Linked DNA regions of Mus musculus: regions 1, 2, 3 and 5 are each linked to region 4. Evidence: chromatin contacts called from public promoter capture Hi-C data. All regions are on one chromosome and are shown on one strand. Each heading gives the region's core, a stretch centred on a gene start, on an enhancer-like site or on the middle of the called end of the contact. The rest is flanking DNA. Distances are from core to core; before and after follow the strand shown.

The links. Promoter capture Hi-C pulls out the DNA fragments that hold promoters and counts their contacts.
Region 1: a promoter capture Hi-C map of liver shows a contact between it and region 4, with 4 times the contacts expected there. The contact joins the promoter of Dock3 here to the promoter of Grm2 in region 4. A contact is called at or near these places in 11 of 39 promoter capture datasets (the C10 cell line, HPC-7-derived erythroid cells, cranial neural crest and 7 more), 1 of 15 datasets of contacts at CTCF or cohesin (large pre-B cells) and 1 of 9 other capture datasets (embryonic stem cells).
Region 2: a promoter capture Hi-C map of liver shows a contact between it and region 4, with 6 times the contacts expected there. The contact joins the promoter of Cacna2d2 here to the promoter of Grm2 in region 4. A contact is called at or near these places in 4 of 39 promoter capture datasets (frontonasal cranial neural crest, liver and pre-B cells), 1 of 484 Hi-C or Micro-C datasets (embryonic stem cells) and 1 of 115 datasets of contacts at active chromatin or transcription factors (embryonic stem cells).
Region 3: a contact with region 4 is called in a promoter capture Hi-C map of liver, with 4 times the contacts expected there. The contact joins the promoter of 6430571L13Rik here to the promoter of Grm2 in region 4. A contact is called at or near these places in 2 of 39 promoter capture datasets (embryonic stem cells and liver), 4 of 115 datasets of contacts at active chromatin or transcription factors (astrocytes, bone marrow-derived macrophages, embryonic forebrain and 1 more) and 1 of 9 other capture datasets (liver).
Region 5: a promoter capture Hi-C map of hippocampal neurons shows a contact between it and region 4, with 4 times the contacts expected there. The contact joins the promoter of Tmem115 here to the promoter of Grm2 in region 4. A contact is called at or near these places in 5 of 39 promoter capture datasets (the C10 cell line, embryonic stem cells, hippocampal neurons and 1 more) and 2 of 115 datasets of contacts at active chromatin or transcription factors (bone marrow-derived macrophages and stem cell-derived neural progenitor cells).

What each region holds. Positions count from the first base shown.
Region 1 is chr9:107,230,500-107,233,199 of GRCm38.p6, forward strand. Dock3 (dedicator of cyto-kinesis 3) reads right to left here and starts at 1,410. Exons shown (of 53, transcript NM_153413.2): 1 at 973-1,410. The coding sequence starts at 1,009.
Region 2 is chr9:107,398,444-107,401,143 of GRCm38.p6, forward strand. It overlaps Cacna2d2 (calcium channel, voltage-dependent, alpha 2/delta subunit 2), which reads left to right and starts at 1,437. Exons shown (of 38, transcript NM_001174049.1): 1 at 1,437-1,840. The coding sequence starts at 1,626.
Region 3 is chr9:107,339,268-107,341,967 of GRCm38.p6, forward strand. 6430571L13Rik (RIKEN cDNA 6430571L13 gene) reads left to right here and starts at 1,373. Exons shown (of 6, transcript NM_175486.3): 1 at 1,373-1,521; 2 at 2,044-2,150. It also overlaps a transcript of Hemk1 not described here.
Region 4 is chr9:106,654,825-106,657,524 of GRCm38.p6, forward strand. It overlaps Grm2 (glutamate receptor, metabotropic 2), which reads right to left and starts at 1,285. Exons shown (of 6, transcript NM_001160353.1): 1 at 1,202-1,285.
Region 5 is chr9:107,532,498-107,535,197 of GRCm38.p6, forward strand. Tmem115 (transmembrane protein 115) reads left to right here and starts at 1,448. Exons shown (of 2, transcript NM_019704.2): 1 at 1,448-2,700. The coding sequence starts at 1,982.

The sequences.
Region 1 (2,700 bases), core at 160-2,659, 580 kb after region 4:
TTGCACTTTACAAAACCACTGCGGTTTACAAAGTTTCTTTATAATGAATTATTAAGGAAATGCTGTTAGAACTGTTGCATTGATTGAAATAATAATTTGCCTTTAAGCAATATACTTCCTATACATTTTCTAAAATTTTCCATTACAAGCTAAGAACAAAAAACCCTGCACACTCCACATTTTAAATATTTGTAACCAAATCCAATAGGTTATTTACAATGATGTAAAGTGGCTGGCCACGAAATACTAACATTGTAAAGATAAAACACTCAGTCCCTTAAAAACTGAATTTTTTTTTAAAGAAATGGAATATTAAAAGAAATCGTTAACCTTCGGGAGTTTCACCTAACAGTTTAAGAAGAAACTAAGGAGTATCGTTCTCATTTGAAAACAGATTTGTTTTTTTAAAAAATGTCAGCAAAATGCACTAAACTTTAACAATGATGTATGTCCAAAACAATTCCCACAGTAGTAGAGGAACTATTTCTAACCCTTAAAGCAAAATAAAGATCTGCATCATTTTAGACTGAGCGAATGAGGTCAACGTTTTGCATCCTTTTTTGTAAGCTTCCAATCGGAAAATAAACAACCATCGGGCTCATCAACCTTGGTGCAGAAATTCACTAAAATCAAGGTTTTGACTGCTGAAGATGCATCTTCCTGGGTAAACTGTCCAGCGCCTCACATCACAAACCTCCCGCAACTGCCCCGGCCTTGCGGCCCCTCCCGCTCGCCCGCCCGCCCGCCCGCCCGCCGCACCTGCTGAGGCCGCACCGCCAGCGCCCCCTGCCGCCCTCCCGCACCCAGAGCCCCGGGCCCATCCCCGCGCTGGTACCGCACCCGCCCCGCGCCGAGGCCGCACAGTGTGCGGGCAGGGGCGGAGGAGCCGGGGCAGCAGCAATCGAGGCGGGGCCCGGGACTTGGGCACGTGCCCCCGAGCCCCCGCCGCTGCCAGGCCCCAGCCTCACCTACCTACGCCGTATTTCTCCTCCTCCGTGGGGGTCCACATGGCCGGGCCGGGCGCAGCCCCGCGGGCGCGGCGGCTGGGTGACAGCTCGCAGGGGACGGCCGCAGGGGCGGCCGCGGGCCCGGCTGTGGCGCACCGCGAGGCAAGGCGGGGGCGGTCAGGCGGCGCGGGGCAGTAGGCGGCGCATCCCTCACAGGCCGTCCGGGATGCCACCGCCACCGCCGGATGCCACGTCCTGACCGACCGCGAGACTCCACGGGCGGCCGAGGAGCCCCTGGCGACGCGGGCGAGGGCTCACCACCTGTCCGTCTCCACCGTCCCCGCGCCGCCGTTCGGTCCCTCACAGCTCCGTCGCTGGCTTCCCGGCGCCGCCGCGGCTCGGATCGCCTCAGCGGGCTCGCGGGACGCCCGCGCATGCGCCGCTCCCTGGCGCGCGGGGGCTCGCAATACCCGGGCTCGCGCCGCCCGCCCGAGCCCGCGCGCGAATCCACGAGACGCCGCTGCGGGCCAGCGGAGGGAAATCTGCGAGAAGGGATTGGATAGCCCGGCCCGGGAGGCCAACTCCCTCCGCCCCCCCCCCAACAGAGCCTTTGGCTGCAGCTACCGCAGAACGGGGTCGTGGTCCTGCGTGAGGAAGGCCACGGTGTCTCATGCCAGGCGTACTGAGATGGCCGCTCCACCTCTTGTCAGAGAGAGGAGAACCAGTAAAAATGGGGACATCGTTATTAAACTCATGTCGTTGTCACATTGCTATCACAGCCACATCCTCTGAAAGGTCCTCTTCTGCCATCCCGGGGCTCAGGGAGTAACGGGAGGGAGAAGCTGGCAGAATGGGATCATCGCTTCAAAGGAACTGAGTGATGTGCAGGGGGTTCTTGGGCTCCTAGGATGCCGCATATAGGCCAAGGCTTCTAACACCTCCTGAGTTCTTTTGTTGACTTGGCTGCTGTGGTGTGTGTGTGTGGCCTGAACAAGCTTAGCGGCCTTCATGTTCAAGAAGTCTTTCCTTTCCCAATTATATCTAGTTGTGTACCCCAGACCTATGCCACCGCCTCTGCGGGACATAGGTCTTCACCTCCAGCCATCCTGAGGTCTGACTCCCTCCTAGAACTTTATTCCTCCATCTCCTAAGAATTCATTCGCTCTGATAGCTACCAACATTACCTTATGACCCGCTACTGTCAACTACTGAGCAAAGACTGGGAACTTCTGGACTCTATATTTAGACCCAGCATATATCCAAACATCTCTTGTCACCAGCACTGTATACCTCGCTATCGCTCTTGGATGTCTTATTCTTCAAAGCCCATCTCAGCATCTCTAGTCCAGGATCCAGGAAGCCTAAACTAGTACAGCAGTCAACATGGTGACATTTTTATTGTGCTTTATTCTAAAGTGTGTGTGTGTGTGTGGAGAGAGAGAGAGAGAGAGAGAGAGAGAGAGAGAGAGAGAGAGAGGTCTCCTGGGAGAGCAGTAGCCAACACCATTTTCTCCAGCCTCTTCTTTTGGCTGAGATTTCAGGTATCCATTTGTATCCAAGAACTCTAATCTTTCTCCCATAGGACTGTCAGCGTATAGACCCACACAGTCAAGCTTTAGGCTAAAGTCATCCTTCTGGCCTCTCAGACTCCACCCAACTCAACAGTGAGTTCATGGCCATTAATTGAAAAGCAGGGCTAAAATAAGACTATTCTGATGCAAGTGACACTCACTTGTAATTATACCACTGTGAA
Region 2 (2,700 bases), core at 187-2,686, 740 kb after region 4:
TGATAGACCCTTATAGTGTTCAGTATAATATACTGAATCTGGCCCGGGAAACTTCACTCAGATCTAGAGAAGAGGAAGATGTGCTCTTGTCAAGCCTTTATTTTTAGGAGTGGGGAAAGATGGGAAGCCCACAGCAGAGTTGAAAGTCAGGAAAGGTTGTCTGAGTCTATATCACTTCTGTACCCCTTGGCCCAGAGGCTACTGTTCTCTCCTCTCTCTGGAAAGTCGGTTGTGAGTAGATGTTGGGTGACCTACCCAGGCATGGGATGAGAGTCCTTGGACATCTCTGAACTGAGCCACCAACCAGTTAATAAGCCCTTAGTGTCTTGTTTGGCAGAGTCTGTGGGCAGCCAAAGGGGGTCCTGTGGCAGGGTGGCAGGGAGCATTCTCACCACTGTGGGTCAGCGTTGGGGGCTGGCAAAGTGGGGCTCAAGGGCCAACCTGAGCAGGTCCTTGGAATGCTCTTCGAAACTGTGAGTGCTTCTGCTACCAGACATTCAACCCCTTTCTCACTGCATCCTGGAAATGGCACTGCAGCCTTACAGGGGTATTCCTATGAAAAGGGAAGGCTCTGAGAAGGTGGCCCACACGCTGAATGTTACACACAGCTCATTGTTGTAACTACAGCAGGAAGATGCCAGGTCCCACCAGGACAAAAGTGAGTGGTTTATGCTAGACTGAGCTTCCTGCCTCTAGACGAGTCTGACCCGAAGCTGTGCAAGTCCAGGGAGCGGAGGCTTGGGCTCCGTGGCCCGTGTTGTCTGGACAGTAAAGTGGAGCAAAGCAAGAGCTGAGGTATCCCGCTTCCTTCAGTCCCCACATCTGTGCCGCTGGACTCTCTTCCAAGGAACTAGGAGAACCAAGATCCGTTTTTCTGCCAAGGGCTGCCCCCCCCACGCCCCCAACCCCCTCACCCCGATCCCCACAGAAAGAAATCTTGAGGTAGCTGGAGCTTCTTCTGTGGGTGTGACAGGACTGCCATTCTCCTCTGTAGTCTGCAGAAGCCTGCCATTCCACCATTTAAACCTGTGACTCCAGGCCTTAAGCCTGTTGAAGGTCGAGTCCCAGAAGGGTCATATGTGCAACTGCCTAGGGAGAGTTCCCACTCGCAGGGCCAAGAGGAGTCCCCCGGTCTGAGGTGTGGGGGCGGGGACGTGCACTGGGCGCTGGGACCACGGCTGGGGCTCAGGACTCGCGAGCTTGGATTCGGATCGGTTTGCGCGAGCCAGTAGGGCAGGCTCCGGGGTGAACGGGGACGAGGGGCGCGCGGGCACAGGCGGGCGCGTGACCGCGGCGGGGGCGCGCGGAGGCGGGCCGGCCAAGGAGAGGGAGGGAGGGAATGAGGGAGGGAGCGACAGGGGAGGGCGGCGCCGGCAGGTTGGCGGCGGCCGCTATTTGAGCGCAGGTCCCGGGCCAGGCGCTCAAAGCGCTTGGAGCCAGCGCGGCGGGGAGATCGCTGCGCGCAGCCCGCAGAGGCGCTGCGGCCAGTGCAGCCCCGGAGGCCCCGCGCGGAGAAGGAGGTGGAGAAGAGGCCGGCTTTCCGCCCGCCGCCCGCGCCCCCCCACCTCCATCCCGCCGCCGCCGTCCCCCCTCCCTCCCCGCGGCGCCGCATCTTGAATGGAAACATGGCGGTGCCGGCTCGGACCTGCGGCGCTTCTTGGCCCGGCCCGGTGCGGACCGCTCGCCCCTGGCCCGGTCGCGGCCCCCGGCCCTGCCCTGACCCCCGGGGCCCAGCGTCCGGGCCCGCACGCCCGCTCTTGCTCTTGCTGCCGCCTCTGTTGCTTTTACCGCTGCTCACCGCCCCCGGCGCCTCTGCCTACAGCTTCCCCCAGCAGCACACGTAAGTGGCCTCAGCCGGCCGCGGGACCCCGCAGAGCCCCGCGCTCCCTTGCGCCCCTCAGCCCGCGTCTGCCCCTCCACTCTCCACTCCGGGTGTCGGGGCGGGGGCTCTGGTTCCCATGGCATGCTGCAAGTGAGGGTGTCGGCTACAAACCCCCGTGGGCTGGCAGCCAGGGTCCCGGAGCTTCTGGCTGCGTCGCGAAACTTCCTTGCGGTGCCCTGCTTCCCATAGACCGCCCCCACCCCACCCCCTGCAACGGGACAGAGCAAAACATCTTCAAGCTTAGGGATGGGGTGGGGGTCGAGTCTGCCAGTTTATACTCCTGCCACTGTCCGGTGATAGAGGAGCCTGAGGTTGGTCGAGAGAATGGCCAACGACCCCTGCCCGGTAGACTTGGAGCCAGGCATCTGCCCAGTGTTTTATCCCTGGTGGGAACCTGGCGCTTTAGAGTCAGACGTGGGGTTACATCCACACCTGTCTTCTTGGGCCTTTTCCTTGGGGGGGGGGAGCGATACTGGATGCAGAGGGTGCCAGCGCCTTCTTGCTTCGGTCAATGTCACCTGTTCTTGATCGCCCACCTGAGGGGACGTCCCTGGATAGCTCAATAAGGAGGTAAAGGTGCTGGGGTTGGGTCAGAAGGTGAATGACAGGGAGGACCCCTGCCTGCTCCTGATGCTGACACTGTCGCTCCTGCTACCAACTGGGTAATAGCATTTCCAGGTTCTGCCAGCTCTTGCTAGTGGTTATTATGGTCAGTCTGAGCCTCTTCACCTTCCCCAAGATCTGGTAGAGTCGGGCAGATGTGTCTGGATAAGGAGTGGGTATTCTGCATGTGGCCTTTAGGACAACATCTGTTTCTT
Region 3 (2,700 bases), core at 123-2,622, 680 kb after region 4:
TAACATAAAATATTCAAAAATAAATAGTTCACGGGGTAGCTCAATTGATGTGCTCACCTAACAGTCACACAACTCTGGGTTTGATGCCCACAAATGGGGTTTGGTAATACTTATAAATCCTAGTTTTCAGCAGGTGGAGGCAGGGAAACCAGAAACTCATCTTTTAAGGCCAGACTGGGCTACATGAAATCCTGCTTCAAAAAAGTAAAAAATAAAATACTTGAGTAAAAAGGGAGAGGGGCTGGGAGTTGGGTGTACTGGTGCACACCTATAAGTCCCAGTACAAGGGGGTCTGGAGAAATGCCTCAGTGGTTAAGAGCACTGGCTGCTTTTCCAAAGGACCCAGGTTCAATTTTGAGCACCTACAAGGAGGCTAACAGCAGTCTGTAACTCCAGTACCAGAGGATCCAATGCCCTCTTCTGGCTTCCTTGAACACCAGACACATATGTAGTGTACAGATACGTGTGCAGACAAAACATCCTCACACATGAAACTAATTAATTAAAAATTAAAACCCAAGCACCCAGGAGGTGGAGGATTGCCTTGGTTCAAGACTAACCTGGGCAACATAATAAGTATCGGGCCATCCTGGGTTACACACAGTCTGTTTAGGGGATGGGGTGAGGGTAGTTTTAAATGGTTGGGGATACAGCTCTTGGGTATAGGAAATCGGTACTTCTGTCCTGAGATGAATTTTGCTGTGGATGAAAACTATTATGAGAGGAATAGGTGGGCTATCACACAGATAATTCCATCTCAACATCTCTGGACTGAAGTCTCCAGGAGTCACTTACCAAAAACCGCCCTTGTTCCAAAACACCAGAGTTCCTATATAGGCAGGAAACTGAGACAAAAGAAGAGAAGCAGTTTGCTGTTCAAGGTCATAAATTCAATAGAAGATCAAACTGAATTCATTTTAGGTTTCAAATATTCCAGGTCTGGTGGTGCTCTCACCAAATCTCTGTACCTATGATTTTTGCGGCTTACAAGTCTGCCCCAGTGCGGGTGGAGGTGTCCAGGAGTCAGAATTCTGACCCAGAAAGGACCTGGCTACCTACGGTCCTCTGCCTAACTTCCGGCAGGCCATCAGGGTCAGAGGTATTCTCAGAGAGAATCTCTTTTAGCTGTCCGGTTTCAGGTCCAAGCTCCCGCTGGGAGCAGAGCTATATCTGAGCGACAGGCGAGTGAGCCAATGCTGATCGAGCTTTAGGCGAAGCAGCCAATCAGGGTCCGGAGGCGCTGGGGGGGGCAGGAGGCAAGGCACTCCGGCTCCTGGGGATCCCCCGAGGCTGCTCATCCCAGCCCCACCCCCTCCGTGGTCCGGACCCAGCCCACCCCAGCTCAGGTTGTCAGCCAGCGCAGGCTAATACTAGCTGATCCTGCGCGCACGCAAGGCGGACCTTGAGTCGGGACCTGTCGCCCCCAACGCCCGGGCCTGGGTGTTCCCCCGCCCACGCCTCCTGCGGGTCACTACCAACCTTAGCTTCTCAGACTGAGCTCGGCGCACCGGAGAGGATTAAGTAAGTGCTGAGATCGGCTGCTTCTGAGCAAGAATGGAGAAACCACAGGGTCGTGGAGGCGGGCGTGGGGATTGAGATAGGGAGGACTAAGAGACTCGATAGCTTCTTGGAGGTCGCGGTGCACACCACTTTTACCCCGGTGTTCTTCCCTTCCCCTTTGGACCCCCGAGACAAGCCAATAAAATACTCGGCAGGGTGGCTTCTCTCCTTTTTTTGCCAGTAATAAACAGACTCAGAGCAAGTTAAGGGTCTGGTCCAAGGTCATGGCTGGGATCAGTGACAGAGCCCAGAAGAGAACCTGAGACTTCTTGCTGAGCCAAGCTGGAGAGGACAGAAAGGAATGCGTCTACTCCATGCATGACCCTCTGCCAGCTTTGCTCCTTCCTAAGGGACCATGAACGATATGTGCACACCGCTCATACGTATGTGCACACCTGCAAGAGGAGGCATCCCATGTACACCTATGAGACGCACAGAGAAACATATATGTAGCCATAGGCTAGAAATTCTTTCTCTTTCTAGGTCTGCCCCTCTGCAGCACTGCTAGGACTCATTCCCACTCTGCTTTACCCAAGACCCACAGAGGCTGGGTGATCTTCCATCCTCCGGAGGGAAATAGGTGTTTCAAAGTGAGTATTTCATCAGTGCCTCTGAAGATGTAACTCCGTGCCTTACATCTACGAGTAAAGGAGGTAGCCCAAGGATCACCCCTGCCAACTTCCTTGCCAGAAGATCTAGCTCGGTCTACCCTTCCTGCCTCTTGGTGTCTCTACACCAGCCCCATCCTAGTCCCAACCATAGCATGGGTCTCACAGCTGACTAGGACCAGGGACTGCTGTGTCTAACTCCTCCTGGGTTGTTGGTGGTAGTGATGGGGATTTGGAACATTTATTGGATGCCTTCTGTGCTCATCTAAGTTCTTCCCTCCACACCCCACTGGGGACTGGTTCATTCTGATATACCATTAACCCTACAACACCATGGGGTTGTTCGTAATATTTCCCACTTTGAGAAAAACTAGACACAGAGAAGAGGGGTGACTTGCCTGAGGTTATATCAGGTGTGTCTGAGTCTTGGGCAAGTGTTTCCCAAGCAGAAGGAGGGATGTGGGGTGCAGAGAGTGAGGAGGTAGGAGTAGGAGAAGTAGCAATTACAGAGATAATTGGTGGACTTTTTCCA
Region 4 (2,700 bases), core at 35-2,534:
GGGTCTGGCTCCCATTCTGAGCCTTGGATTCCCAGAGTAGGGACATTGAAAGACCCACCACAGAGAGGGGGGAGTCTCTATGGGATAGTTTCTAGCCCAAGAGAAACTAGAGCCCAGGTGGACACCCAGGGTCCTAGACTATGGTTCTTAAAGGGCCAGCCCTCAAAGTCTCCTGATTGAGAACGGAAAGGAGATCCTCACTCATCCCAGTGAGACAGCAAGGTGGAGGGGCTGGCCTCAGAGAAGGTGCCATGTAGTTAAAGGTCTTATGTCAGCAGAGTAAATAGATATGGATGGATATATATGCATGCCATAGATGGGGGTCAGTTAACCCGGTGAGACCTCTGAACAGTACTGGAGCTGAGTTGTGGGTGCCCTAGCTTTTCATAGGAGGCTGCTGGAGACTTAGCGTCTGTCTCTCTTCACTCACTCCAAACCCAGCAGACAATCACTTCCAGCCTTCCCTTTCTCAGCCTTTGACTGACCTTAGAGTTCTGCTCCCATCTTCTTTACCCTGCATCTGATCTAATCTGTACCTAACGATCCACCTTACATTAACCCTACACAGACAGGCTCTTGAAATCATGCAGACTGGGAGAGGGGCATATCGTTCCTTGGGATTGGTAAGGAACTACAGCTGAAGAGAACAGCAACTACTTCAAGGACCCCCGTCCTGGCCACAGCGACTACAGCTTCTCACTGGACTAGTCTGCTGGTGTCAGGGCAGAGGCTGGGAAGCCTGAGAGGACCCCAAAGAAGCAGCTCAGCCAGGCAAACAGGAGAGAGGATCAGGGTTGAAGACTAACACAGATGGGGCAGCCAGGGGAGGCTCTGATGGACTCTGAGGCAGGGAAGGAGGCAGAACCTGGGAGTCCAGCAGCCGAGGGGCAGGACCACAAATATCTGATGAGAGGACAAGCAAGCCTGAGAGGCTGAGACAAAGACAGAGACACAGACAGAAAGAAGGACCAGAGGACGCTGGAGCAGGAGGAACTGGAAAGCGCGATGCAGGGCGTGCGTTCTCTTGGGAAGAAAGGCGGGGTGCCCGGGACGGTCTTCCCGCTTCCCGGAGCTCCCAGAAAGCGCTGTCTGGACGTCTCGGCCCGGGTGCTCCAGAACTCTAGGACCCGCGGGGCCCCGGGATGTGGGGTCAGGGCTAAAAAAGGTTGGCAGTGACGGCGGCACCAAGGGCTAACCCTACCTGGCGCTCCCAGCTCTGGCGCGGGGCTCCGGTTCCCGCTTGCTGGCTCTCTCGCTGGCTCTGCGCTCTCCGCCGGCCCGCCCTGCCGCTTTCAATCGCAGCCTGCCCCGCCCCCGGCCCCGACCCGCCCCCAGCCCCTCCTCCGTTCCTCCGGACTCCGGGTCCTCTTCCCCACCACCCCCTGCCACCCCGCCCCAATTTGGCCTGCACCTCCGGCTTTGCCGGACCTCCCCAGGGTTCCCAGCCCAGCGCCTCCAGCAGCTTCCAGCAGATCCCGCTCTTGACAGGTCCGCAGGGCCTGGAGCTGTCCACAGTGTGGTGCTGAATCCCCGGGCGCTCCCACTGTGCGCTGGAGCAGGTGCCTCTCAGCCCCCTCTGCCCCTCAGTCAGACTGCGACCAGGCAGGAACAGATGAGACAGTGGCCTGGAAAGGTCACTGAGCTAGCAGAGTGAGCACGGTGCTTTAGGCTCCTATATGCCACGGAGTAAGAGGTGGGCCTTGGGGATGAGAGCTAACACTGGGGCATAGGTAAAAGGGTACACAGGAGGCAGGTGGTGGAGTGCTTGGCTTGTTGCTGCAAGTCTGCCCCTGTTTTTCCATCCATTCTCTCCACGCAGTGACTGCAGCTACATAGTAGACAGGCCCCGTGTTAGAGCTAGGGCCTGAGTCACTAGGAAAGAAAAGATTAGGAGGGGGAGGTCAGAGGATGGGCCTCCCCTTCCTTCCCGAAGATGACCTTTAAAGCTGCTGCCCCTCCCCCATGAAATCTCTGCTCCTATGAGCAAAGGGCATTTACGGTAGAGATATCAGGCCACGGGGGTAGAGGGGCTTCTGGGCAAAGGACTGGGATCAACCCCGAGGGACCCAGTGAGCCAGGGTTAGGGGTTAGAAGGGCAGGGAGTGGGGGTTAGAAGGGGAGGTGGCTGAGGAAAGGCTCCAGGAACTGGCTGCTGCGTAGGAGGGATCGGGAGCTAGAGCCTGAGCAGGAGCCTGAGCAGAGGGAGGACAGCTCTGAGAAGCTGCTTGACTCCTTCCTCCCACAGCAGGATGGGGAAGGACACCCCTGGGTAGGGGGTGGTGGATAAGCTTTGTAGTGTCAGGCTGTGCTGAAGGATCTGGGGGGAAGGTCTGTGCTGAGACTGGGCCTCAGAGCTTGTCCTATGCCTGCAGCATGTACACACCCCAACAAGCACTACCCTGCACTAGGGCACAGCATCCCCACCCAAGCCTCCAGCACAGACCTGTCTTCCACAGGTGTCAGTGGAAGCAAGGTCAGCTCAGATATGTGCATGCTGTGCCATGCAGAGACCCCCCCCTCAGGCACCTCCCGCACGGGCATGTGGCATTTGGGGGAGGGGATGACAAAGATAGGCCTTTTCCCTGGACACAGAAACTGGATGCCCCGTTGATCAGTAAAGACCACAGCTTTTAAACAAAACAGACATATCAAAACCCAAACAAACAAGCCCGACTGCTAACGGGAGACGTGGTAGCAGCA
Region 5 (2,700 bases), core at 198-2,697, 880 kb after region 4:
GGTAGTTTTGAACACACAGGCAGTTGTACTGAGATCAATAGCTAAAAGGGGATTTTATAATAAAGTCCCTTGTAATATAATTAATCACATTTAAAAATATGCATATATATGTGTGTATATATATATGTGTGTGTATATATATATATATATATATATAACAAAAATCTCAGGGTTGGGGAGATGACTCCATAGTTAATAATGCCTGATGCTCTTACAGAGAACCTGTACCCCAGCACCCACATCTGGTGGCTCAGAAATCCAGCTTCCGACATGCTGTGGCCTCTGTGGTGGCTTGCACACTTAACGGCATATACACACAAAGACACACATACATGTAAATAAAATAACTTTTTTGGGGGTGGGGGAGGGTCGAGACAGGGTTTCTCTGTATAGCCCTGGCTGTCCTAAAACTCACTTTGTAGACCAGGCTGGCCTCGAACTCAGAAATCCACCTGCCTCTTCCTCCCGAGTGCTGGGATTAAAGGTGTGTGCCACCACGCCCGGCTATAAAATAACTTTTAAATACATCTCAAACACCCTGTTGACAGCCACTATAGCATAAAGTTGAGCCTAGACCAACTTGGCACTTATAGAGAGACTTAAATATATTTTTTCTTTAATGTTCATTGGTGTTTTGCCTGCATGTGTGTCTGTGTAAGGGTGTCAGAAACCCTGGAACTGGAGTTACAGTTATGAGCTGCCATGTGGTTGCTGGGAATTGAACCCAGGTCCTCTAGAAGAGCAGTCAGTGCTCTTAACCGCTAATCCATCGCTCCAGCTCAAGGGAGATTTCTCTGTCCAGTGGAATCAAGTGGGAAAAGAGTCGCTGAAGTAGCACAGCCTTGACCCTTATTCCCCCTTAGGTGGAAAGTTCATGTACAATTACAAGTACAATTCGCTGGAACAAGGACAATGTGAACGAACACCCAATACAACAATGGCAAGTCGTTTACACAGTTGCCTTCTTTGATCGTTAAGATAGGAAGAGCCTGCCATCATCATCATTTTTAAGGCTCCTGAAATTGCAGCGGGGAACTTGGTCAATAACACAGTGACTACAAATGACTGAACAAGCCCATCTTAGGCTTCACTTGCCAGACGACAGTTTCTGGTTAGTTCACACACGTTGGTACAACTCATCAGAACCGTTCACATTCTTATGTACCTGCTTACAAAGACACTGCTGTACCTGTACAAATCCTAAATAGAGCCAATCTCCTCCAAAGAATTGAGCAAGTGTGTGTGGCCCAAGGCGGTGCTACCTCTTGAACCCGCCCACTTAACACCTCCCTTTACTGCATCAGGAATACTGATCTCAACTTCCATAACTCCTAAGAACTGGAGGAGTAAGCACTGAAAACTACAACTCCCAAGCTCCCTAGCCCGTACACTCTACGGGACCGGTCGGCGCACAGCTTCTGGGACTTGTGGTTCTATGAAGAAACCGGTCGGCTAGGTCCCAAGGACTCCGTATCCCAGCATGCCGAGAAGCCGGAAGGCAAGCGCTCAGAGGGCGTACTGCCGCGGCCGCCGGCGGGGGCGCGCAGGCGCGGCGCCCCTGTTTGTCGGCCCCGGAGAGGGGAGGAGGTACCGTCAAGCCAAAACCCTAGCCCAGCCGGAGCTAAACGGGCTTGACTTGGGCCGGAACGAGGCACCAGTTCCCCGCAGATCGCAGAGTCTCAGAGTGGATGGAGGAAGCCTAGCCTTGAGATTAACGCTAGCCTGGCCGCTGGGCCGACGGAACCCGCAGGCAGGCGAGCCCAAGCTACCCAGGGCCTAACGACAGGTCCCCGGCAAGAAGACTTTCTCCTCGCTTTGGAACTACAACCGGATCAAACCGGAACCAGAGCCTTCCCACGGAACAGAAGCCAGTGAAGTAGCCGGGCCCGGGCCTCCCGTCGGGGCCGAACTGGGACGAGGCCCCGGGGAGGCCCCTAGGCCACCTTCCACACATTCCCTTAAGCCAACGTCCGCCAGGAAGATGCAACGCGCCCTACCTGGTGCCCGCCAACATCTGGGGGCCATCCTGGCCAGCGCCAGCGTGGTGGTGAAGGCACTGTGCGCCGTGGTACTGTTTCTCTACCTGCTTTCCTTCGCTGTGGACACGGGCTGCCTGGCCGTCACCCCAGGCTACCTTTTCCCACCCAACTTCTGGATCTGGACCCTGGCCACCCACGGGCTCATGGAACAGCACGTGTGGGACGTGGCCATTAGCCTGGCCACAGTGGTTGTGGCCGGGCGATTACTGGAGCCCCTCTGGGGAGCCTTGGAGCTGCTCATCTTCTTCTCGGTGGTGAATGTGTCAGTGGGGCTTCTGGGGGCCCTCGCCTACCTCCTCACCTACATGGCTTCCTTCAACTTGGTTTACCTGTTCACTATTCGTATCCACGGCGCCCTGGGTTTCCTAGGTGGTGTTCTGGTAGCCCTCAAGCAAACTATGGGAGACTGTGTGGTTCTGCGAGTGCCCCAGGTCCGCGTCAGCGTCGTTCCCATGCTGTTGCTGGCGTTGCTGCTACTCCTCCGGTTGGCCACGCTGCTCCAGAGCCCAGCCCTGGCTTCCTACGGCTTTGGGCTGCTATCCAGTTGGGTGTATCTTCGCTTCTATCAGCGCCATAGCCGGGGCCGAGGGGACATGGCTGACCATTTTGCTTTTGCCACCTTCTTCCCGGAGATCCTGCAACCGGTGGTGGGGCTGCTAGC